Linked DNA regions of Gasterosteus aculeatus: region 2 is linked to region 1. A link is a contact called in public Hi-C data. All regions are on one chromosome and are shown on one strand. The core of a region is the stretch at or near the end of the contact, and the rest is flanking DNA. Distances in the headings are between cores, read along the strand shown.

The links. Hi-C and Micro-C count contacts between places; a contact is called where the count stands out from the background.
Region 2: a Hi-C map of skeletal muscle shows a contact between it and region 1, with 3 times the contacts expected there. The contact joins the promoter of aopep here to the enhancer-like site in region 1. A contact is called at or near these places in 5 of 6 Hi-C or Micro-C datasets (liver, skeletal muscle, tail fin and 1 more).

What each region holds. Positions count from the first base shown.
Region 1 is chr13:7,739,351-7,744,486 of fGasAcu3.hap1.1, reverse strand. fancc (FA complementation group C) reads right to left here. Exons shown (of 16, transcript XM_040195900.2): 12 at 4,620-4,725; 13 at 2,444-2,618; 14 at 1,248-1,460; 15 at 798-1,002. The coding sequence ends at 826. aopep (aminopeptidase O (putative)) reads left to right here. Exons shown (of 19, transcript XM_078087365.1): 19 at 1-251. Among protein-coding and RNA genes, the nearest start is that of fancc, 19 kb to the right of the region's middle. Within about 2 kb of position 1,891, at least 2 of the 9 cell types and tissues checked have open chromatin away from gene starts, as enhancers often do. A contact at or near this core is called in liver, where this site is marked.
Region 2 is chr13:7,799,886-7,805,094 of fGasAcu3.hap1.1, reverse strand. It overlaps aopep (aminopeptidase O (putative)), which reads left to right and starts at 1,601. Exons shown (of 19, transcript XM_078087365.1): 1 at 1,601-1,968; 2 at 2,598-3,430; 3 at 3,725-3,894; 4 at 4,573-4,822. The coding sequence starts at 2,640. It overlaps dock8 (dedicator of cytokinesis 8), which reads left to right. Exons shown (of 48, transcript XM_040195064.2): 48 at 1-1,525.

The DNA.
Region 1 (5,136 bases), core at 642-3,141:
AGATTTTGTGTGGCCAGAGGCACACCCATCCATGTTTAGGAGCATGTGGTAAACCCATGATGTGGCTCGTAAGAGTTAAAGACTAAATGCTTTCAGGTCATTCCCATTTTTATAGACGACAAATTACTTCACTCAGTCCATTACAACACTTTTCCAAAGGCGTTAATTCCAGTTTTGTTACTGCTGTGTGTAAATTTTGATCATACATTTTAAGTGAATGTTCATGTTTAAATAAAAATTCTTGAGAAAAACTCTGGTATTTGATTTTTTCTTACTATATCAGTTTACAAAATTTCTGCACTTAGAATTATGGATAAGGAGTCATTCTGTATAGAAAACGTACAAAAATATTGCGATTTGTTGTTTATAACAAAGTAAGTAACATTTAAACACAAATGGTATTCACACAGATAACTGGTGTTTGGTTTCCTGCCCTCAAACAAATAAATTGTATTTCAGTCAGTTCGAGTAACATCATGGATACTTAGTGAGTGAGACGATTATATGACACGTTTTACGAGCCGCTGCTGCTTTGTAGTGTGATCGGTCGCTGCTGAAGTATCCTAGTGGGCCTTGTAGATGTGTTGCGTGGTTGTTTGCGTGTGATTGACGACTCTCTACCTAATCTGTCCTCGCTGTGATGTTTTGACACACTCCATGCACCGCTGCATGTCCCAACAAGAGCGTGGCTATTTGATATTCTGCACAAGTGCCTTGAAAAAAAAAACCTGAGCTGAGGATGGCTGAGGATTCTATGCATTGTGTGTGTGTGTGTGTGTGTGTGCGCGCACTCTCACCTATTTTGAAGTGTGTGTGTGCGAGGGCTTATTCCTTGGCAGGGCTTGATGCTACGTGCATATGTGTTAATGTGTTTTGGAGTGCCCGGATCCGGAGATGAACTCTTTCAGTGTCGCTTGATAAGCAGTCGCCTTGGTTCATTCTGATCTGCAGGGAGCTGAGAACCCACCGCGCTCCATCAACCAGACCACAGCGATCCAGCACCTGGACTCACACGTACACAAAGACACACCGTCTAAATAATCATTCAATCATTCGACATCCAAACTGGGGTGTACATGAAAAATATATACACACAACTACTTAAAAACTGCTAAATTTTATTTAGCCCAAAAGTTTGTATCTGTTTTTAATTAAAAAAGAAAATCTATTGTTGATGTTACAGTTTCAATACATCAAAAATGTCACCTGAAAGCACATTTTGGTGAATAGGAAGATGGTTTCCTCACCATCTGCACAATCTCCGTTGATGCACTCAGGGATTGTTGGAGAAAAACAGCAAAGTTGACAAACAGGTTGAGTGTCAACAATGGAGACAGCGGTGGCGGCTGGGGTTGTGGGGACAGCAGAGTGACCAATGACTGCAGGAGATCAATAGGAAGAGGAGGATCCAAGACCGAGAACAGGGAGTGTAGGTGGTCCCATGCTTCTTTGCCACGTACCTGGAAACAGAAATTACACAATAAATGTCTGGTCAGCTGACATGTCCACGTACAGACCTTACTGGAATCAAGAATCATTGCTTTAAATATCCGCCCAAATGAAAACCAATAGATTAGTAGTGATGAATTAAGTCAACCTCGTGCACGTTGATCATAATGTCAGAGATGGCGGCGACTGCAGCAAGTCTAACAGGGTTATGGCAGGAGGCGGACAAACAGGAGACAGAGAGAAACTCGGGTCAGCTGGCCAGACACTAACTGAGAAATCAATACTACATCACCCAGCCACCCTCCCTCATATCTCTCTCTCTCTCTCTGTGTCTCTCTCATTGCTCTGATCCACCTTTTCTCTGTATTTGTTCAATTGCTTTCAACAAAGACACATATTATACCACTAACAATATACAGACCATCCACATTGTGGACTTGTTGAGTTATGCTACATGCTATATGCTATAGCTGCAGGCTGTGTGATATGATATCCAAACTAGGACCTAGCTATTCTTAAGTCATATCAAATAAAGATGACAAGTCAGTACAGTGTTGATCTTTGCAGTGTTGCAAATGCAATATGAGCAACAACGTAAGGACGATTCAAAATATGTTTCCAAAATAAAGTGTAAAATAAGGCAACACTAGCGGCTGCGTGAGGCTGTGCACAGTGGTGAGTGAATGTATCATCAGAACACACTGGCCGTGACAATATATCCATCCATAAACCTACTGTAACTATCTATCTATCCAGTGTCCAAAGTAGGTATACAGTTTACCATGTTCAACGTATTATTTAAGCATTCTAACCTTTTCTGAATTGCACTGAACACAAAGCACAGCTGGGGCTGAGGAGAAAGTCATAAGGTTTGTATTTGGTCACAAACCAAAAGCACTAGACAAGTTGAAATGTTGAGTGGACACTAGAGAAAAGGGAAGAGGATCTCATGGGACACGTACTGCGGGGACCAGTAGGTCTCTGGATGTCTTACCAACTGCAGCGCTCTGTGGTGCCCCCTGTTAGTGGGGTGGTGGTAGAAGGTGAGCAGCCACAGGAGGGGGGCACAGTCCTCAGGCTCCGACGTCACCAGCAGCTGGACAGCCACTTGCACCCAATGGGAACACTGGACCAGAAGGAACCAGGCCTCGAACACTGTGTGGAACCTCCTACAGCACAGAACATGAAAAAGTAGAGTGACCTGATACTTCGCAGGATCTTAAAAGATTTTTCTGACCTGCAGTGGCAAAAGTACACGGATGACTGACACGGCATATGACATGACATATTTGTATGTCCCATTATTTTTCGTCCCGTCCTTGATGTCTGTCAGAGAACAGTCCCCCAGTCCACAGACACAAAAATACACAACACCTGGCAACGCACACAGCCTGACAAGGTGAAAACAATACCAGCGTCGCTGGAAGAATCAACATTCATCTCCATCTTAGTTGGGAGTCATGTCACCTGAAACAGAAATCTACCTGGCCACCGAGAAAACCACTGATGAGCCTCTTTTTGTTGGATTATATTTGAAGTTATAAATTCACCATGTAGTAGTAATATCTAAAAACTAAGCAGATCGGGAGGTTTCATTTAATTCCTCATTAGCCTGCTAAAGTATGTGTATTAATATTTACAACTTTCTCCTTCTCCAATTCCTAAGCCACGACTTACAGGTTAATGACTTATACACATTTACACAGTCGTTTTATTTGAAACTCACTTAATAACATAAATGACAGAGAGTGGAGGTATTTTTAATACATTTTGAAAAATGGATTATGAAACGTGGATTTTGTTTCATCAAAATCTGGATGGAAATGATTTGGTTTCCTGTGTCACACACACACCATCTATTAACAGGCTGTCTGGGGTCATTTACATCATAATATCTTTATTAACGAGCCACTGTTCAGATTGTCTGCCAGGAATGTTTGTCCAGTCCCGCTGACCGGAACAAAAGACCATCACAAAGAGCTTTAATAGACATCTGAATTTCACAATTAGATACTGAATTTGAATTGTTTATCTCAGATATCATCACACTGAGGGACAGTAGTGATCAAATTCACAAAGAATGGTATGCTTTTATGCTAAGCAACATCTTAAAGTACAAAGTTTAGACGAGTTGTGTTTTGTCTAAAGCTATTTACATTTATAATACTTAACTTTCTTTTTAATCGGAGCTACAAGAGATTGAACACAGTCCTGCCAGAAACAAGTGAGAGAATGACAAAAGCGGAGATGACTTTCTAGATTTCCTAGAAACAATGTTAAATATTTTCTGGTCCTTGTCAGAAATAGAATCAGCTGCCTCATTTTTGTAATGAGGCAGCAAATGTAAATACATTTTTGTTATTCTACATATGGGTTTTAGCCTCCAAACAGCATATTTTTATTATCTGTCCCTTTCTTAGTTTACAAACTATTATTTGCAAATTTTTCATAGGAAAAAAATGAAAATAACGTAATTTAACATGTAAATTTGGGCTCTGAGAAGCTCGGGGGCATTTTTTTATTATTGTCTTGCTAATTTACAGATGAGAAAATCCATTACACGCACCATATTAATAAATTAAAAACCTGGATCGCAGAGAAGTGTACAAAGTCAGAAACATGTGCTTATTTGGAGATAGCACGATGGACGTAAAGGTCTCTCTTCGCAGCAGCGACCTACAGAGCACTGGCAGCTGCGTCTACTGGCTCAGAGCAACACAACCCACTACTTTCACACCTTTGGCTGGAAACGATGTTCTGGGATTCTCTCCTGGAGAATGGAGCAGTAGTGGGGATAATGGGCCCTGTTAAAATGCGCAGCAGGAGTGTATCAAATCAGCCGTCTGCATCTCTGGGACGGCAGCTGCATTTCATCCCCTTTCCCTCGAAATTCGTACAACCAAGGTTACCCCCGCTCAGCGTTTCTCCAGTTCTTCTCCTGCTTTACTTTTTTTACTCTCTTTGGGCTTTCTCAACAGAGCTCCGTGTTTTCCGAGCTAACAGCCTCCAAGCACTGGCCTAAAAACCTCTCTGCTGCAATGCGAGGGGGAAATATCTGACAAACCACCCCCTCAACAGCAGTTAATGGAAATAAGACCAGCACAGGGGCGTTGAGTGAGGTGGTGGATGCAGACCCACATTCACACGTTCCCTCTGCAAGCCTTTCTCACCCTGATCTGCTGCTGTTGTCGTCTCCGTCCTCTTCCTCCTCTGTCAGTCTCTGTAATGAGCTGCTGAGCCAGATCAGGTGACGTCTCCAGGCCTGCTGAGGCATCTCTGCAGAAACATATTTACATAGAACACAGACACAATGATTACTTGTAGCACGTATCAAATCAATTAGCATTCACATAAGGAAAAGCCTTTCTTTATTTGCTAAAAGTTAAAAATATCGTTATCACCCGAGAGAGAGAAAGGGGGGGGGGGTTAGTGTTATTTTACACTGGGGTTTTTCATTCCATTTTCATTTCTGCTTATCCAGGGCCGGGTTGTGGGGGCAGCAGGCGTAGCGAGGTATTTCAAGCGTCCCTCTCCCCAGCGACATTTTACAGCTTTTTGTGGGGGACACTGAGGCGTTCTCAAGCAATACAAGACATATAATCTCTCCCGCGTGTTCTGGATTAGTTTGACGCGCATGGAAAACCATGTAGCGTCCATTAGGCATAGTGATAAGATGCATGTAGACCA
Region 2 (5,209 bases), core at 352-2,851, 61 kb before region 1:
AAGAGGAAACGTGAAGACGACATGAAAGAAGAGAGAAGTAAAGGAGCTGCTGGTGACACCCTTTTGCTCTTATCTGCGCTGGAGACGCATTGTGTCCACAATGGAGGACTCTGCTTGTCAACAGTCCAGCAGTGCTTATTAATGTCTGAGGCACGTCCACTTTGTATGATTTCTAGGGTTGTTTGTTACAGGAGGCAAAAGGTGAATGAGCACATATAAACATGGAGCTTTAGAGCATTTCACTGTAAAATCTTCAGATGCTTTTGGCGCTGTTGAGTTCTTTTTTTTTCTTCTTTTTCTAGTTAGCTGCCAGTCCTAATAATGCTGCAACCTCTGGGTTGGTACATAAGCGGACTAAAGTTCCTCTCTGAGGCCCTTGCTGGCCCAGGGTCTGTGTGTGTGCCAATAATGCTTATGTCCTGTGTGTATGTACATGTCTCAATGGATGTGTGTTTATTTAGATCATGTTTGGAGTAGAGGATTTTGGTGCCATACTGAATTCACTTGACAAATGATTCTGTTTTGTGCTAAAAGGCCTCTGAAATTCTACTGGGTGTCTACATGAAATGTGCTGGTTAGAGCAGCAGCAGTATGGGTGGATTTGTGCACTGGAAAAATAAGACACAATTTCCTACGTTTGTTGAATATACAGTACCTGGTCATGTAGCTAATGGAAGAGTTTAACTTATTGATGCATCTGAGGCTCTACATCACACATGGCTTATCTCTAAATACTCATTTTGTATATAGATGTATTACATCAGATAGTTAAAAAGATGTTTACAAAGCTATGAAAAACTATTTTGCATTGTATGGAAATGTATTTTTAGATAAGAACAGCAATAATGATTTTATTGATGATTTATTTAGTTGGCAGGATTCAGTCACTGAGTGCACTGTAAGAATCTCAATGTATATTCCAGTAGTTTCAGTACCTGTTAATAGTCTAATTCCTACAATGCACAGAGTGCCAAATTGAATTCCTCCTTACATAAGAACAGAGATGCTAGAAATACAACACTTTGAAAAGTGACGCCACAAAGCGGTGCTTTGCATTTTGTTCAGTCATCAAAATACATTACAGAGGAAAGCTTTATTTCTGCTTTGCAGTATTCGATAGTGGCGACCTGATTTCCTTTTGACATCCATTAACAGCTCTCTGTATTACAGTAACGTCAATGCACTTGCCATTTCAAAAGTGCGTGTATACACTTTTATATACATTGATAGTCATTTGAATATTTTCCGCTCTGTTTCCAGGTACATCTGTTATTTATGAGCTGTGGAATATGTGAGTATTAACTAAAAATGTATAGCTATTTTTAAACATGCAGTCCATTGCTGTAAGTTGGTGTTATGAGATAAATTGGTGGCAATCAACATCTGGAAAATTCATTTGTTTCTTCATGAGTTATTTTTATGTGTATACCTGTTGTGTTTTAATAACTGTGGAATTTTTACTTGTCAGGCATTCTGTTCTGTTGAACTCAAATAAAACTTAATATATCCCACATTTGTCAATAAATTGTGGCGAGAGTCTTTAAAAAAAGATTTGCTGTTATATTACAAAGCTATATTACTTGATAACCTAAACCCAACATGCACAGATTAAATGTTATCAATATTTTTGTAATTGGTCTATTGTATAAAAAAACTAATCCAATGTGGTTGGTACATTGAACTATTTAAAAGGCGGGAAGAACTTGGGTAACAAATGCAAAAACTACAACCTCGTACTGTCGCGTCAATGCAACGTCATCACTGCGCGACGTCGATTAAACGGACACAGGTTTGTTGAAGATTTCCGTAACTGCGCGCGTGACTCCTCGGCGTTAAACCCGCGGTGGCTTTCAGGCGTTAAAGGCACCGTGAGGCGGGCGATGCATAACGGGGCATTTACCCGTTTTAGGACGCTGCCCGTCTCGCGTCATTCCGTCCTGTGGTGACATTTAGCCGACCTGACTACAGGTGATACTCACCAGTGTGCACGTGATGTAGATAACAGACCGGTCACACGTGTCGTGTATTTAGCCGACCCGTTACACCAATGCGAGGCGTTATTCTTTTTTTTTTAACCTCTCGGTGCCGCTGATATTCTCTGATTTTGTGTGCTCAATTTTACGAATTTACCCCCGCACCGAATAAACCTCTGAGGATTTCCTGCTGTCAATGGTAATTGCCACTCGGTGTTGCCAAGCCTGCTTCATGCCCCGAGCATTGAGACAGTGAAACCTCAGATACAGCTGCAGCAGGAGAGCCTTTCTAACAGACTGCAGCGGGTCGGTGGCTCGTCCTGGTCTTCTGCTGATAAAACAAATCACTTAAACTGCCACTTCATTAACACCGATCAAAATGCCATCGTGAAACAAGTTTTCCTCGCTGGAAACATTAATGCGTGAACGGATTGAGTTGAGCTTGCAGACTTTGACGCTTTGGCTTCATCGCAGCACATTCAGCAACTAAATTAAGCACCTCAGTCCACAGGAAGCTATAGAATATGAACTAAAAGCGTTTGGTTACCATTACCATTACCATAAGATATGTAAATGAATGCGGAAACAACACAATTGCAGTGAAGCTTTATTTTCGGTCTTCAGGTTCAACCATCCTCTGCTCAACTTAGACCGTATTTGTGTGACATGGAGCCGGACGCGGATGACCTTCCCCTCCGAGCCAACACTAACCACATACTCGTCAGACATTACGTGCTGGACCTGGCCGTTCATTTCGACAGGAAGGTCATCGGCGGCACCGTCGTTCTCTTCCTGGAGCCTTGCTCCAGTTCGGGGAGCGCCAAGGAGGAGGCCGGAGGGAGCCCGGGTGCTCTTGAGTGTCGATCTCGGGATGCGGATGAGCAGGAAGATGCGACAATAGGACTCGCGGAGACCCCGACCAGGGCGAAGAACAGGTGTGCCGGCCGAGAAAGGGACGCACCTGAACCCCGAGCTCCGCCTGGCAGCGGGTCGGCGCACGCTGCCGCTGAAAGCGGAGGTAGTCCGTCGCCACGGTCGTGGGAGGCCAACAGCGGCGGCGATTTCACCTTGTTGCTGGACTGCTGTGACCTCGACGTGTCGAAGGTGGAAGAGGTGGACGTGGCCTCCGCGTCGGCCGCGCCGGGCCTCCTGCCGCACCCTGTCGCACCCGAGGGGTCCGCCGTCCCTTCGGTGAAGCCCGAAGCGGCCTTCGTTCAGAACCTCCTCTCCGTGCCCGCTGGCCAATGGCGGCGACGGCAGCAGCTCCTCTCGCTGTGTAGCCGAGCCCCTGGCGCTCCGGGTGGCGGCTCGCTGCCTTTCCGTACAGACCGCTGGAGTCTGCAGGTGAGGAAGAAGGGGGCGGTGTCACCTCGGGACTTCCCCCGCGTCCTCAGGATCTGCTATGAGACGAGGCCGGAGGGGGGCTCCGTGAGGTGGACCCAAGACCAGGACAACAGGTTTGTCTCCGCGTGCAAATCATTCACAGTGTCATTTGGTTTCACATTATTAGACTTCTCTTCTAAATACTTTAGAACTGTTTTGATTTCTGCTACTCGAATGACAGTGTAATATTCTGAGCTCGTCGCGTCAGACTAGATTAGAGGATCGACGGCTTCGTTAATGCACAGAAACACCCTTTGGGCTGTTCTATTCCTCTGCGTGTCCATGCCTGACGTGCCTGTGTCTTGGTGGTGGATCCTTTGAGATTTGCACGAGGGTTGTTTATAGTTTACCGTTGTTTACCCTTCCAGGGTGTGTGTTTACACTGCAGGTTCTCCCATCAACAACAGAGCACTCTTCCCCTGCCAGGAGCCGCCTGTTGCCATGTCAACGTGGCAGGCGGCGGTACGGGCCCCCAGCGGGTGCGTGGTTTTGATGAGTGGGGAGGAGGCCGCCGTACCCGTTGAGGACGGGGACACGCGTAAGCTGTTCTTTCACAAACCGTTTGTGACAACTAGTAGACGTCTAGTCGATTTTATCAATGTTGCACAAAGTCGCTCATTTGCTCTCGTTTAAACTATTAAAGTGCATTTGAAGTAGTTTCCTTTTTTTTACCTATTCTGTAAAATATAAAAGGGTAAAATATGTAATTTTGGTGTCGTTGAAACCTGAGTTTAAGTGTTATTAGGAAGCAATACGGCAACGTTTCAAAGGCAACTTGGTTTACTTTTGAAACCAGTTTCCTCCAGACTCGGATGTAATTCACATACCTATAGTGTGTTGTGCTCATTGACATCTGTTGCAACCAAAAATAAATCTGTAAGAATGTGTAAACTTCCTGTGTAGGAGCTTGAGAAATAACACCAGGCTTCTACACGAGACTTGCTATTAAAATGGTTGCAAGTCAGGATGAGATTACTGCAGTATTGTTTTAAAAAAACTCAATTTTAAAAATCCTTAATTGAAGTATTTGTTTAATTGGCATGGAAGATGTCAACTTTGCCATAGGACCAGTATGTAGATCCGTGCCATTAGGGATACGGATCTGTTAGTTTGAAATAAAAGAATAAAACGACTTTCAGTGGAAAGATGATTTATTCTGCCCCTCCGCCCTCCCACCTTTTTGACTTTTTCATCCTTTCTCTACTACTCTCTGCAGGCTCCTTAATCTGGCATTACTACGTCACTATGCCCATGCCCGCCTCCACCTTCACCTTGGCAGTGGGCCACTGGCACCAAGTCACAGCAGAAAATGCCCCAACATTGGAACGGGGATTGAGGGACAAGGCGGCTCGTAGCAACGCGGCCAAACTGGAGGCCGGACCTGCAGAATTGGGAGAAGCTGACCTTATGTCTGGACTTGGAAGTTCCAGCAGCGTAGCAAAGGGCTCTCCACTCAAGACTGGCAGGTATTTTATTATTTGTTCTTTTTGTGTGCCTTTTTCCTCCTCCTCCTCCTCCAGACTGTTATTAACCCAAGTCTGGCCCTTTAACATTCCTCCGTGGAACTTTCCTTTCACCAAACCAGTAATGGTGCAGGTGAGGTAAGGGGCGCGGTACTCAATCAGCTTTTTTTTTTTTTATGCCATAGTACATTAAAGCTTGTACTATCGTACATTGGGATCAGTGCCCAGAAGACATTATCTTTGGAGAGCAAAAAAGGTAGAGCTCACATAACTTGTATGGAGGCACAGGCTGGGGCTTTAGAGAGGGGCCGGCTTGCTTTGGGCTGGGGTCTCCCTCTCCACTGGCCCGCAGGTTGGCAGGTCTGCCGGTGTTTCCAGTAATCCTCCTCC